5 separate regions of the Mus musculus genome follow, and all the other regions are linked to region 1. The links are chromatin contacts, called in public promoter capture Hi-C maps. All regions are on one chromosome and are shown on one strand. Each heading gives the region's core, a stretch centred on a gene start, on an enhancer-like site or on the middle of the called end of the contact. The rest is flanking DNA. Distances are from core to core; before and after follow the strand shown. Region 1 holds the start of Shld1 (shieldin complex subunit 1). Region 2 overlaps Cds2 (CDP-diacylglycerol synthase (phosphatidate cytidylyltransferase) 2). Region 3 has its middle 53 kb from the start of Gm46766. Region 4 holds the start of Prokr2 (prokineticin receptor 2). Region 5 holds the start of 4921508D12Rik (RIKEN cDNA 4921508D12 gene).

Region 1 (2,628 bases), core at 66-2,565:
TTAAATATGCACAAGATGTTAAATATGCACTAAAGAAATGGAAGACCTTCCTTGTTCGTGCACCAGAAGCCAGTATCTTAAGATGGTGCTATTCGCAGGGGTGGTGGCCCATGCCTTTAGTTCTAGCAGACATAAGCCCAGCTCTGTATGTTTAGAGCCCACTGAACTACATAGTGAGTTCCTGGCCAGCCAGAGCTACATAGTGAGACCCTGTCCTAAAAATAAACTAAAATAAAACATAACAAAATAAAAAATAAAATATGATGTTACTAATGCCCAAACTATCCCTACAAAACAAAACAAATAGTGCAAGTCAGATGTGATGGAGATCCTGGAATGAAGACAAGAATATTGACACAAAGACATAGAAGTGAAAGAGAAAGGTAAGTCCCAAAGTAGAATCACACTGATGGGCAATTGATGGAGAAATTCAGAAAACAGACAGGAAGGTCCTTTTCAACATAAAAATAAGAATATGCAATACGATTCCATAAAGATAGGCATTGTTAAGTCATCCATGGAATGCAATTCTCTCAAGTCCCCAAAACAAGCTTTGCAAATCCCTGCCCCAAGAATCTAGCCACATACTTTTTTGATTCCGTTTATATACAATGCAAATTAAACAACCCTAGAGACAGACAGCACTCTGGTCATAGCCCAGGACTGGGGTAGGGGCAAGTGGTGGGCGGAGCGAAGCTCTCTGGTTCTGGACTGTGTTCCTCAATAAATAGTTTTCCTTGGCGTGATGAGAACAGTCCAGGGTTATCACAAGTGCACAATTAGGCTAACGTACAAAACAGACTGTAGTTTACACTTTTGATTTTTATGGAAACATCAAGTTACTAATACTGCTGTTTAAAATTATAATAGACCCCTGGTAGCCCACGCCTTTAATGCCAGCATAGGAAGGAGGATCTATTTGTAAGTTCGAGGCCAGCCTGATCGACATAGTGAATTCCAGGACAACCATAGCTATGTAGAGAGACTATATATATATGCAAACCAAAACCATAAAAGCCTTAACAAAACCAAAATAAATAATTGACTGGAACTAATCCTGATCTCTACTAATTCCAGAGCGAGGTAAAAAGAGCGCAGTGGGCGGAGCTTGGAGCGGAGGGGCGGGGCGGGGCAGGTGCCAGGGAAACCGGCGGAATAAACCATCCGCTCCTCCCCCTCCCTCCTCGCTTCCCCGCTCCCTTCCCACCGCCCTCCAGAACGGCAGAAAAACCGGCAGAGGTTCTCAGAGCCCCGTGTCACTCACCGGCTGACCGCAAGAGCCCGGAACCGGAAGCGCTGGCTCCATCTTTGTTATGGGAAAAGCAGAGTTTAAAAGGAAGTTGTTGAACCCGTCTTTGCTGAGGCGAGAAAAGGTCAAGGCAAGTCAGCTGCGGCCATCTTAACTGAGGGCATTTGCCTGAACTCCTGCAGCAGGACGGTCATCTGGGATATTTAGTTGCTCTAAGTGTCCTTGTCCGACTCCAAAGAAACTGGGAAACTGTTAACATGCAAAGTCTCTTAAAAAGGACATAAGACGAAAACTGGCCTTGGAAGTACAGTCTGAACCCGAGGCCTTGGGAGGACGTTGTGAGGCAAGACGATCAGGAGCTTTAGGCTAGCAAAATTCTCTCAGACAGCATTAAGAATAATTTAATATTGTTACATGGATTCTATTCGGGCTAAAATTTCAGGACCACACAAAAGAACAAAAGGGTTGACTGTTGAAAGACAAAATTCGAGGGGCTGGGGATATGGCGTAGCATGTGAATCGGTGTCTGGAATTTGGTCCCAAATTCCACCCCTCTCAAGAAAGCACACAACCAGAACAAACTCAGCCTAGAGCTAGTGGAGAGTTCTAGAGCAGCATGGATCTGCTTATGGGGAGACGTCCCATATTTTCTTATGGGAGAAATGGAAAGAGAATGAAAAGCCCAAGTTCTAGGGTACTATCCTTATAGGTTTAAACAAAGGAGATTGTGTTGAGCAGAACTATGGAGAAAGCAAGCTTGTTTCAAGTTCATTTAAGTGGCACTTAGCACAAAAGATTCCATTCCAGTTTGGTTCTGTCCACTGGGCCTACTACTGTAAAAAGCTAGTCTAAAACAATTCTGTTTAATTGGACGGTTTTCTCCCCCACCATAGTCTTGAGGGGTCCAGTATATTTACAGCCCCTCCAGATCCCTACCTTTGGGTGAGACCCCACACATTAGGAGTCCTGCAAGTTAGAGGAATGTTTTCAAATTACTGCTTTAGGGGCTAGAGAGATGGTTTAGCAGTAAGGAACATGGGCTGCTCTTCCAGAGGACCTGGGTTCAGTTTCCAGTGTTTACATGACAGCTGACATCCTTTTCTAAACCCAGTTCCAGAGAACCCATTGTCCTTTTCTAACCTCCAAAGGCACCAGGCATACACACAGAAAATATTTTAAAATATTTAAGCGTTGTGCTTGAGCCAGTTGTGGTGATAAATGTCTTTAGAATCCACTGCTCAAGTGGCTGAAATAGGCTGTTCTCTGTGAACTCAAGGCCATCCTAGTCTAGTTATCTATTCCAGGCCAGCCATAGATAGATAGTAAAACGCTGTCTCAAATAAATAAATAAATAAATAAATAAATAAATAAATAAATAA
Region 2 (2,628 bases), core at 89-2,588, 410 kb after region 1:
TTCCAGAGGACCTGAATGTTGGTTCCCAGCATCCAATGTGGGGGTGGCTTACAACCACTTGTAACTCCATCTCCAGAGAATTCCCCATCCTCCTCTGGTCTCAGGCACACTCACACACACACAAAAATAAATACGTAAATATTTTTAAAACACAGATCCAATATTTAAATGAAATATCTCATAACAGCTCCAATTAAGTCTTGTTTATAATGAAGTGTCACTCGCCCACAGCTTGACTGTCCAGAGTCTACAGGACAACTAAAGAGTGACGGACAGTATCACCGGTACTCAGGGAAACTGTACCATCACTGCAATGCCATCCAAACCAAACACTGGGAGCAGCGGGCGTGTGTCACTGTGCTCAAGATCTGATGGATCGCACACCATCACTTTTATACCCAAGACAGTGACAGCTTCAGTCCTCTGCTCCATGACAAGCAAGGCACATGCTTCGTTCATTATAGTGGCTGCTCTTAATTACTAAGGTCTTTATTACTTATTTATGTAGATCTATCAAAACTTGCCATGTTATAAATTAAAACTGAGAAATTTCTGAAATACAAGAATACAAGTAATGTGGTTCCTCAAAAAAAAAAAAATTAGAATGACTTAGGTTCTGGCTATACACTAAAAGCATTGTGAGCAGAGCCAGGCGTGATGGTGTATGCCTTTGATCCCAGCACTCAGCAGGCAGAGGCAGGTGGATTCAGGGCCAGGCAGAACACAGTGAGTTAGTTCTGGGGCAGCTGGAGCTACATAAAGACCCTGCCTACTTGTATTGACAACAGCACTATTTGCAACACTGACTACTGCATGGCTTACGTTGAATAAATACTATATATTAAATTTGTTCTCCAGAGGCTCTGAATATAGAATTTCTATCAGGCAGTCAATCACCTATGATTGAAAAAGCTTGATCATACAATGGAGGAGTGTTATTGTTGTTTTGTGACAGGGTTTCATACAACCCATGCTGGCCTCAAGTATGGCCACTATGTAGGTCAGGTGACCGTGAACCCTCCCTGCTTCCAATGCTAGGGTTACAGAGGTATCCCTAGAGGGTGCACGCCTCGGACCCTGGCTGGTCTGGGTATACTTAGCTTCCACACAAATCAACAATGTCCTACAGCACTTGCAGCACTTCACCCTCCCAAATAATGCACTGACCCGACTTATGTAAACTCTTAGTACTTTCAGCCCTTTTCAGTTTTAGACATTTAGATGGATATATTTCATCATAGGCTTTAATTATCAGTGCTCTGATGACAGGTACTGATACTGGCCTGACTAACTGATTTCTGGTGCTAGAGTGTAAACCCAGGGCCTCACACAGGTCAAGCAAATACCTTTCCACTGAGCTAACATCCGCAGCCTTTTTAAGTTTGAGACAGTCACACTAAAGTGCCCAGGCTGGCCCAGAACTCTCTACAAACCCACTGCCTCAGGATCCAAAGTAGCTGGGACTGTGGATCTGCCCCGGCTGGGCTCTAAGTATCTTTAGTGCCTTTTCCTTTTCTTGTCATTACATGCTCGTGTGTGGCAGGGTTTGTGCATTTAAGTGCAGGTGCCTGTGGAGACAAAGACATGAACTTCTGAACTTCTGTTTCTTTTTTTTTTTTTTTTTTTTTTTTTTTTGGTTTTTCGAGACAGGATTTCTCTGTATAGCCATGGCTGTCCTGGAACTCTCTCTGTAGACCACGCTGACCTCAAACTCAGAGATCCACCTGCCTCTGCCTCTGCCTCCTGAGGTGTGTACCACCATGCCCAGCTAACCTTCTGTTTCTTGAACTCTTAAGAGAATGAAGACTTTCTATAAAACATACCTGACATGGGATTCATTTCCAGAATGGATAAAGTGCCCCAACAAAGCAAATGGAAATGCAGCTGGAAAGAAAACCAACACCTCGTGGAACTGTAAGGAAAAGTGTTCAGGACTGGAGAGATGGCTTGGCAGTTAAGATGCTCACTGCTCTTACAGAGGACCAGAGTTCGTTTCCCAGCATCCATTGAATGTCTCCTAATTTGCCTAGAACTCCAGCTCTAGGGAATCCAGCGCCCTCTTCTGGTCTCTGCAGCCACTGCAGTCACTGGCCCATGCACACACAAGCCCATGCAGCCACTGGCCATGCACACACAAGCAAAATAAAAATCTTTAAGACAAACAAACAACGAAGACAGCAGTTAAGCCTTGCACTGTAGTTTACACCTTTAACTCCAGCACTAGCAAGACAGAAGCAGGTGAATCTCTATGAGCTCCAAGACAGTGAATGCTGCATAGTAAGACTCTTAAAAAGGAAAAAAAAAAAAAATGTTAAAGAAAGTTAAGTTTATTTACAGTACAATAAAAAAGAGCCTAAGAAGGAATGTGCCTATAGTTCCAGCTACTAAGGCCTTGTAGAGGACTGCTTGAGAGTTCAGAGCAAGTCTGAACACAGCAAGAACACTCCTTTTGTTTTAGGTTTCTGTTTGTTTGTTTGTTTGTTTGTTTTGTTTGTTTGAGGCAGGCTCTCACTCCTGAAGCTCACTATGTAGACCAGGCTTTCCTCAGACTCACAGAGATCTGTCTCCTCAGTACTGGGATTAATAGGCATGCTGGCTTTTACCACACCCGGCTAAGACCAGATCTCT
Region 3 (2,628 bases), core at 54-2,553, 370 kb after region 1:
CAGAAGGCAGTAGAAGAGACTGTCTTCCTCAGGCAGCCAGGGGAGACTCTGTTGTGCACTGGGTGTAGCTTGAACTTATTTATGAGACCTCAAAGACTGTCTATACTGTGACACACTTCCACCAGCAAGGCCACACCCACTCCAACAAGGCCACACCTTTTTTTTTTTTTTTTTTTTTTTTTTGAGACAGATTTCTCTGTATAAACCCTGGCTGTCCTGGAACTCACTCTGTAGACCAGGCTGGTCTTGAACTCAGAAATCTGCCTGCCTTTGCCTCCTAAGTGCTAGGATTAAAGTCGTGTGCCACCACTGCCTGGCTAAGGCCATACCTCTCTTTTTTTTAATTTTTATTTTATATATATATATATATATATATATATATATATATGACGAATAAACTGTAGCCATCTTTAGACACACCAGAAGAGGGCATCAGATCCCTTTACAGATGGTTGTGAGCCACCATGTAGTTGCTGGGAATTGAATTCAGGACCTCTGGAAGAACAGTCAGTGCTCTTAACCGCTGAGCCATCTCTCCAGCCCAAGGCCATACCTCTTAATAGTGCCAATCTCTTGGCCAAATATTGAAACACATGAATCTATGGATCCAAACCTCTTCAAACCACCACAATGAGGAACTGTATTACAGGGTCACAGCAGTAGGGAGGTTGAGAGCCTCTGCATTATACCATGAGGAAATATAACTAATGCAGGTAGACACTGCATTACTCATTTTACACTGAAGAAGGGGTAGCACAGACAGGGCTAGTAACCTGCCCAGTGCCACACAGCCAGTCAGCAATCCCCCAACTGAAACAGAAAGGACAAGCCATTCCACCTCTACAGGTGTGCAAGGAGATCTGTGAGGGAGGCCCAGCACTGGCTGGGAATCGGAACAAGGCCATGAGATGTTCAGGTGGCATCCTAATGCGCCCTAGGCTGCCTGAGCTAAGTCAGCTCTGGTAGTTATAGCCTGCCCTCCTCTCTGTTCCCGAGACAAAACATTCCTTCTGGGTGCAAACAGTTGCAATACAGCACCAATTTCCCTGGAATACTGAGGCCAGTTCTTTCTTTTGCATAGAAAGGCATTCACTCCTCAGACCACGCTGATCCCATGACAAACAGAAGCTTCTGGCCAGTGACTATCGGCTGCTAGCAACTGGAGCAGGGCTTTGCATATTTTCTCAGCTACCTCTGCTTCATGCAGAGGAGGCTAAGTGGTTGAGCAGTCTCATCAACGCAGAAGAAAACAGTGAGGTTGGGCCTGGATCTTACTCAACTGTGTCCTGAGCTGGAGCGCTTGAGCCTGACTCCTGGTTCACTGCTGCCCTCTCCTGGGCTTTTGGCAGCACTGCCTGACTGCAAAGAGTACTGCAGTTTTGATTTGGTTGGCTGGTTTGGAGTTTATTGTTATTACTGTTATGGTTTTTTTTAGATACTCACATCATTTCCCCTTCCCTTTTCTCACTCCAAACCCTCCCGTATACCACCTCTTGCTCTCTTTCAAATGTGTGGTCTTTTTTTTTTTTTCATTAATTGCTGTAACACTCATGCATGCATATAGGAACTGAGTTTTACTCAGGCCTCTCAAACTGCAGAGACCAGGGACAGCATTTCCATCAAATGGAAGATGGGGCAGGCAGAGGCAGAAGGGAGGCATTTCTTGTTCTCCAATCTACTACAGGGCCTCTCAAAATTGCACATATTATAAAATTGTACATGTGTATAAAAATCGTATAGGAAATGAGAATGTAGCTCAGAGATAGACGACCTGGCATGTACCCCCAGGCCATTCTCCTTTACAAATAGTCAGGATTAAAGGTGGCCACTTCTCAAGAATTCTTCTGTGTATCGAGGACTCCATACAAAACAAAACACTTCTTTTATTGCTATAAACACTCATCTATCCACTAACCAAATTCAATCGTGTAACCCGACTTCTCACCCCAGCAGGTCCCTCTGGTTCTCTCTACTTGGCTTTCTGGGTGTCTTCTTACTTTGGAGAATCAGATACCTTTTTAGGTAAGAACGTAGGCAGGCAGGCAGGCAGATGGATAATGTATGATAGGTAAGAGGGTACACAGATGATAGGTAGGTTAAGTAGGCACGTACATAGATAAATAATAATTAGATAGATAGGTCGGACAATAGATAGATAAATAGATGATAGGTAGGTGGATAGGTAGATGATAGGTAAGTAGGTAGATAAATAACTGATATGTAGTTGGGTGGATACATACATGCTTACATACATACATACATACATACATACATACTAGATGACGGACAGTGTGGTGATCTGAATGAGAACCACCCACCATGGACTCGGATGTTTGAACACTCGGTCCCCGGTTAGTACGGTTTAGGTGTGGCCCTAGTGGAGGAAGTCTGTCACTACGGTGGGCTAAAAGGTTTCAAAGCCACACACCATTACCAATTCCCTGTCTCTGCCTTGTGCTTGTGAGCCATTAGCTTCTGCTCCAGCCACCATGGCTGCCGCCTGCTGCCGCCCCTCCATCCTGGACTCTTTCTTACCCCTCTGCAACTGTAAGCCCAAATGAATTCTTCATCTACAAGTTGCTGTTCTCATGGTGTCTTATCATAACAAACAGAAAAGTGACTGATACA
Region 4 (2,628 bases), core at 44-2,543, 300 kb after region 1:
TCATGTGCCAAAGTTAGGACACAAAGTAGTCTTCAACTGTATACTGAGAAATCTCCAATCTTTCAATTCCCCTACTCACCCAAGATTCATGGCTTCACCCCATGCTGGTTCCCTGACAAGTCTATTATGTTGAGATCAGGACATCAAGTTGCTAGCATGACAACTATGGGCTTCTTGATCTGTCTGAATGAGACCCTGACCTAAATCTACCTTGGAGAATGCTGTGAGTACACCAGAGGGTCTGTTTGTCCCATATAAAGGGGTGTGCGGGTAGACGTGGGTCAGGAGAGTTGAAGCCAATAGCTGAAGTTGATAAGCAAGCACCTTTGAAAGAATGACCTAAAGAGGATGTTCAGAAATCCGGCTACAGTGTCAGTCAACTCCACTTTGCTTTGTACAAAACCAAAGCAAAACAGCAAAGCCTTTCCTGCAGTCTGGACGATGTACTTACCAGCCACCGCGCCAGCCGAACCACAGCCTGTCCCTGGGAGGAAAGAAGCCAGGCCTCCTGACTCCATCGTAGCAGCGAAGAGGATACAGGAGGGCAGGACAGTGGGTTAGTTTCACATAAGGTAGGACAGGCAGAACCACAGAATGACCAATTCCAAATACTTTTCCAAGTCCTCTATATGGGTAGTTTAAATTGTCAGCTTATCGGACAGGTCTCATTTAGAAAATGTTCTCTGTGGCCAGCACACAGTTCCTGCTTTAGTGGGGGTAATTTTATTTCTGGGAGAAATAAAATAACTCCTCTGGAAATAAAGTAGGGGCTCTGGGTAGCCTCAGATAGGCTGGAGGTTAGACTCGGATTGTCTTTGAATAGCCAAGGACACTACAGGAAAGATCATCCCAGTTTAGACCAGAACCTCAGAATTGAAGTTTCATGCAGGGCAAGCCATGCCACCACTAATTTCCAGCTTTGCCTCTTAAGGTCTGGATTGCATATGGGGGGCCTCTCCTGCATCACTTCTAAGGGAAGACTAGGCTTCACCCCTTACTTGCTGGCTCTGGGAACTTGTAGACACACACATACACACACACACACACACACACACACACACACACACACACTCCAACTCTGCACACTTAGTGGAAGCCACAAATGCTTGCAGAGGACAGTGCTCCGTCTCAAGGATGGCCAGCTGCTGAGGTCACAACGGGTTCAAGAGCTTACAAAACCCTTGGAAGGACCACCCGGAAGTCTGAGACCCTAATTCAGTAGATCTAGGAGGCAGGCGGGTCTCGGGGGGCGGAGTCGGGCGCCGGGAGGGGCGGGACACCTGGGCTGGGTCCGGGGCTGTTGGATGAGCTGCAGAGCGAAGCAGCAACTCCAGAAAGACTGATGCGAGGAGAGCAGGACCAAGCGACACACGCCCACCAAGTAGGCAAGCCTCAACCAGAGCTAGTGTTCCCAGAGCCCGGGCCGCGCCCACCTATGGTGGCGCCACCGGCCAGGGAGTGCGTCCCTGAAAGCACCGAGGCAAGTGAGTACCGGGTTGCGGCGGGCGGGCGGACTTGGGGGCACTCCGCGTCTGTTCCAGGAGATCACCTCCTACCTCCGAACCCTGGGATTGGGGACTAGGGGACTGGAGTGGAGCCCCGAAATCGCGGACTCAGTGGAAGGCGTACGGACAAGGGTGGGGGTATCTGCGTGTTTCCTGCGCCCTGCAGGCACCTCTGGTGCCCGGCTTTGTTTCTTGAGCTTAAATTCCCCACTGGGTACCTAATCCTGTACCAGTGTTGCACTGAGTGAGTGAGAGACGTGGGAACCTTCAAACGGGCTCCCTCTTCCCACAGTCTACGGGCTGGTGATGAGAAGGCGGCTGGAACTCCCGCTTATTGGTCCCCGGTGGCGATCTTTGGGAGACCAATAGACGCCCCAGAGGGAGGACACTGGGATCCAGACTCCACTGGAACCCCGCTTTTCAGGTAGGGTGGAGCGTGCGGCTGATTCCTGTGTAGCAAATCGGGGTTTCACTAACGCCGGCAGAGTGGCGATTCCTGTCCCCCAGCGCTCTCCCTCGTAAAACTGGGCAGACCTCGCTATCCAGTTTGATAGCTTCTTGCTACCCTTACCCGTTGCTCCCGTAGCTCCCGCACTGGCTGGTGTGCTGAGGTGGGAGAGGAAGGCAGTTCATTGAGACAGACTAAGTCAGGCTGGAGTCCTCTCTCCAGCCCCTCGCTTGCCCCATAGCAGCTACCTCCTGGGAGCTAGCATTTTGGAGACTCTATTTTGTCTCCCTTCTGTGGATGTCTCGGGACACTAGGATTATAAGGGAGTTCTCAAGCAATGGACAGCCCCTAAACTCCCTGGTCATCCCCCACCCACTCTTAGGAGGCTGTTATCAATTCAATCTGGTCTCAAGCAGCCACTTCAAAAGACACAGACTGTGACGAGGCTCAGTTCCTCCTTAGTCGGGGTTGGCTGTGGTTGGGAATCTGGGAACCTAAGGAAGGAGTCCGGAAGCTGATCCAGAGTCATGGGGTCAACCTGGGGAGAAAGGATTTATCCTAGAGCAGGGCTTCTTAAATTTTTCCATTTAGAAAGACCTCATTCACCAGAGAATTTCTTACACGACCCTGGGTTTGTACGTGTATAAAGTAGGAATATAATTCAAACACTTACTA
Region 5 (2,628 bases), core at 84-2,583, 260 kb after region 1:
CCACACAGAGAAACCATGTCAAACAAAACAAAACAAAACAAAACAAAAACAAAAAAACAAAAACAAAAACAAAAACAAAAACAAAAACAAAACAAAACAAAAAAACAGTTCTGGATCTAATGCTGTCATGGGAAGGCACAACAAAGTGACTGAGAATCTTAGTCCATCAGGGAACAGGACATCTCTGAGTAACTGGGGTAGCTGCAGAGTGTCTCCTTGGACACATCACAGGCACGACTGTCACTGACATTCTCTGTCATTGCTCATAACAGGCTTGATGCCAACTGTCAACTCTGGGGCTAAAGTCCCTGTGGACTTTGGTGACCATGGAGTGTGGATTAACTCTGGTCCTGACTCACGCTAATTCCAGGCTGGGATCATCCATCAAAACTAAACTATTTCTTGGATTATTAATAAAGCAGCAGAAGCAGCCGCAGCCGCAGCAGCAGCAGCAGCCGGAGCAGTTTCCTTGCTTAATTGGCTGCTGACGGCATTTTCTCAATCCTGATGGATTATGCTTTGGGGAAGATTTCTCTCAGATATCCGTCACTACAATTTACTTAAATAACTCTCTCTGAGTAACCAGTTACCATGAAAGATTACACGCTCTGCCTTCTCCATTGGAGTCAATTGGTGAATTGTATTTTTGTATAAATGCACTTATTTCATCAAGGTTATCAAATGTGTTTACGTAGAGTTATTCAAAGTACTCCATTGATTTTTAAAAAGTTTCCCATTTTGATGATTCTTACTTTTCTTTCTCTCTTTCTATCTATCTTTCTTTCTTTCTTTCTTTCTTTTTTTTTTTTTTTTTTTTTTTTTTTTTGAGACAGGGTTTCTCTGTGTAGCCCTGGCTATCCTGGAACTCACTCTGTAGACCAGGCTGGCCTTGAACTCAGCCTTTTGACATTTCTAATATTGTACGTTTTCTCCTTGTTTCTGACCAATTATCTAGCACATGTTCGATTTTATTTATGTTTTTCTAAGCAGATTTTCAGCCCAGGCATGGTGGCTCAGGCTATAGTTTCAGCCCTTGAGTGAGAGAGGCAAGAGGAACGCCATAAAGTCAAGGCCATCCTGGGCTAACGTAGTGAATTCTAGACCAACCAGTGCTACAGTCTGAGATCTGGTCTCCAAAATAAAACAACAAAACAGCTGCAACAAGAAACTTCATCAACAGTCACAACTAGCCAGTTTTTCTTACTCACGTTTGCTCTCATCCATAGCAACTTGTTTCCTCGGTTTTATTTCTCCTGGATTTTAAGCTTGATTAAAAATTCATTCATTCAAGGAATGGCAAGATAGGTTCAGTGATTAAGAGCTCTTGACCGTTGAGCCATCTCTCCAGCCCCACCCCCATCCCTACCCTGTGGGAACAATCCAGAGGATGAGGGTGGAAGGTGTTATAAGCCGTGGAGTCATGTGAGGAATCCTGGGAAATCAGACTCTGGAGACCAGCATCAGGGTATAGACCTGAGTTTATTGCACATAAGCTTATACACAGTGTTTGAGCCAATCCCAAGCCCGGTAGATCTTCAGCCAATCGTATCTTGCCACACTGTCACCATGCTCCAGTGAAAGCCCTGCCTGATGAAGGTGTGTGGGGAGCATCATCCCCTGTTGGGACTTCCGTGAAGATGGGGGAAGCAGCCACTGCCCTTGCCTCAGTTCCTTTTTTGCTGTCTCACTGGTTTTCTGGTAGCCATCTTAGATCTAATGCCCTGTACAACAGATCAGGACTCTTCAAGGAGTCTCAGGAGCCTGTGGCTCCTCCCTCTCCAGCCCACATTTTCCTTCACAAGGTTGACCTCCATACCCCTCACATCACCTAGCTTTTTTAAAAAAAATATTTATTTTTATTCTGTCTGTGTGGTTTTCTGGGATATGTATATACGGTTCTTGGTCCCCGAGGAGGCAGAAAGAGGACATGCATATTCTGGCACTAGAGTTACAGATTTGATTGACATATGGGTGCTGGGAACCAAACCCAGGTCCTCTGAAGGAGCACCAAAGCTCTCAACCACTGAGCCACCTCTCCAGGCCCTTTTCATATTTTGTAAAATTAGTCAATGCATTTTAACCCTTGCAGTTCTGCTCCCCTCTGGCTATTAACTTTCCTGAGCCTAGCTGTGCTCTGTGCAGTTGATACAGGAAGCTACGTCTAGGACTGCTAACCGTCAGCCCAGACGCCTGGTTTCTAGTCCAGTGTATAAAGCCATGCCATGCCAGTCCCTTGCGGATGGCACTGGCTGCCAGGCCCAACAGCATCTGGCTCTTTGTGAGGTGATAACAGCAGCTTGATTGAGCATTTCTTTCTCTTCTAAAGAGAACTGTTGCATTCCACAGGAGCCATTTGCCCTATAATGCAGCACCTGGTGCTTAGGGGGTGGGAGGAAGTAATTGATTATCCTGAAGCTCATCCTGCCATCTGCAGTGCACACACAGAGCAGGGGAAACCCTGTCTTGTAAGGAAGCGGTGCTCTCCCAGACACTAGCAAGCCGCCAAGCTTCCTGGCAGACTGAGATGTGATGACTGCCTGCCAGGTACTGTTCTAATATTGCCAATATTAACTCACTAATTCCCAGAGCTGCTCCGTGCTGCAGGAGATGGCTGAGGACTTTAGGGGG

What was found. Promoter capture Hi-C pulls out the DNA fragments that hold promoters and counts their contacts.
Region 2: a contact with region 1 is called in a promoter capture Hi-C map of liver. The contact joins the enhancer-like site here to the promoter of Shld1 in region 1. A contact is called at or near these places in 12 of 39 promoter capture datasets (the C10 cell line, the HPC-7 cell line, cranial neural crest and 8 more), 15 of 484 Hi-C or Micro-C datasets (B cells, the G1E-ER4 cell line, Sertoli cells and 10 more), 19 of 115 datasets of contacts at active chromatin or transcription factors (the SCID.adh cell line, bone marrow-derived macrophages, effector CD8 T cells and 14 more) and 3 of 9 other capture datasets (adipose tissue, liver and macrophages).
Region 3: a promoter capture Hi-C map of hippocampal neurons shows a contact between it and region 1, with 4 times the contacts expected there. The contact joins the enhancer-like site here to the promoter of Shld1 in region 1. A contact is called at or near these places in 13 of 39 promoter capture datasets (the 3T3-L1 cell line, the C10 cell line, the HPC-7 cell line and 9 more), 1 of 15 datasets of contacts at CTCF or cohesin (the NIH/3T3 cell line), 6 of 484 Hi-C or Micro-C datasets (B cells, bone marrow-derived macrophages, embryonic somatosensory cortex and 3 more), 9 of 115 datasets of contacts at active chromatin or transcription factors (embryonic forebrain, embryonic stem cells, large pre-B cells and 3 more) and 2 of 9 other capture datasets (liver and macrophages).
Region 4: a promoter capture Hi-C map of embryonic stem cells shows a contact between it and region 1. The contact joins the promoter of Prokr2 here to the promoter of Shld1 in region 1. A contact is called at or near these places in 5 of 39 promoter capture datasets (the C10 cell line, cranial neural crest, embryonic stem cells and 1 more), 5 of 484 Hi-C or Micro-C datasets (B cells, the G1E-ER4 cell line, Sertoli cells and 2 more) and 1 of 115 datasets of contacts at active chromatin or transcription factors (embryonic stem cells).
Region 5: a contact with region 1 is called in a promoter capture Hi-C map of stem cell-derived epiblast-like cells, with 2.6 times the contacts expected there. The contact joins the promoter of 4921508D12Rik here to the promoter of Shld1 in region 1. A contact is called at or near these places in 5 of 39 promoter capture datasets (the 3T3-L1 cell line, cranial neural crest, hippocampal neurons and 2 more).

The regions. Positions count from the first base shown.
Region 1 is chr2:132,685,618-132,688,245 of GRCm38.p6, reverse strand. Shld1 (shieldin complex subunit 1) reads right to left here and starts at 1,315. Exons shown (of 3, transcript NM_001358260.1): 1 at 1,265-1,315.
Region 2 is chr2:132,275,156-132,277,783 of GRCm38.p6, reverse strand. The region is part of intron 1 of Cds2 (CDP-diacylglycerol synthase (phosphatidate cytidylyltransferase) 2); the gene reads right to left. Among named protein-coding and RNA genes, the nearest start is that of Gm46766, 13 kb to the right of the region's middle. Within about 2 kb of position 1,338, at least 4 of the 459 cell types and tissues checked have an H3K27ac peak or open chromatin away from gene starts, as enhancers often do. A contact at or near this core is called in hepatocytes and liver, where this site is marked.
Region 3 is chr2:132,314,901-132,317,528 of GRCm38.p6, reverse strand. No RefSeq gene overlaps it. Among named protein-coding and RNA genes, the nearest start is that of Gm46766, 53 kb to the right of the region's middle. Within about 2 kb of position 1,303, at least 30 of the 459 cell types and tissues checked have an H3K27ac peak or open chromatin away from gene starts, as enhancers often do. A contact at or near this core is called in B cells, hippocampal neurons and regulatory T cells, where this site is marked.
Region 4 is chr2:132,384,112-132,386,739 of GRCm38.p6, reverse strand. Prokr2 (prokineticin receptor 2) reads left to right here and starts at 1,293. Exons shown (of 3, transcript NM_144944.3): 1 at 1,293-1,484.
Region 5 is chr2:132,423,446-132,426,073 of GRCm38.p6, reverse strand. It overlaps 4921508D12Rik (RIKEN cDNA 4921508D12 gene), which reads right to left and starts at 1,333. Exons shown (of 4, transcript NR_045802.1): 1 at 1,209-1,333.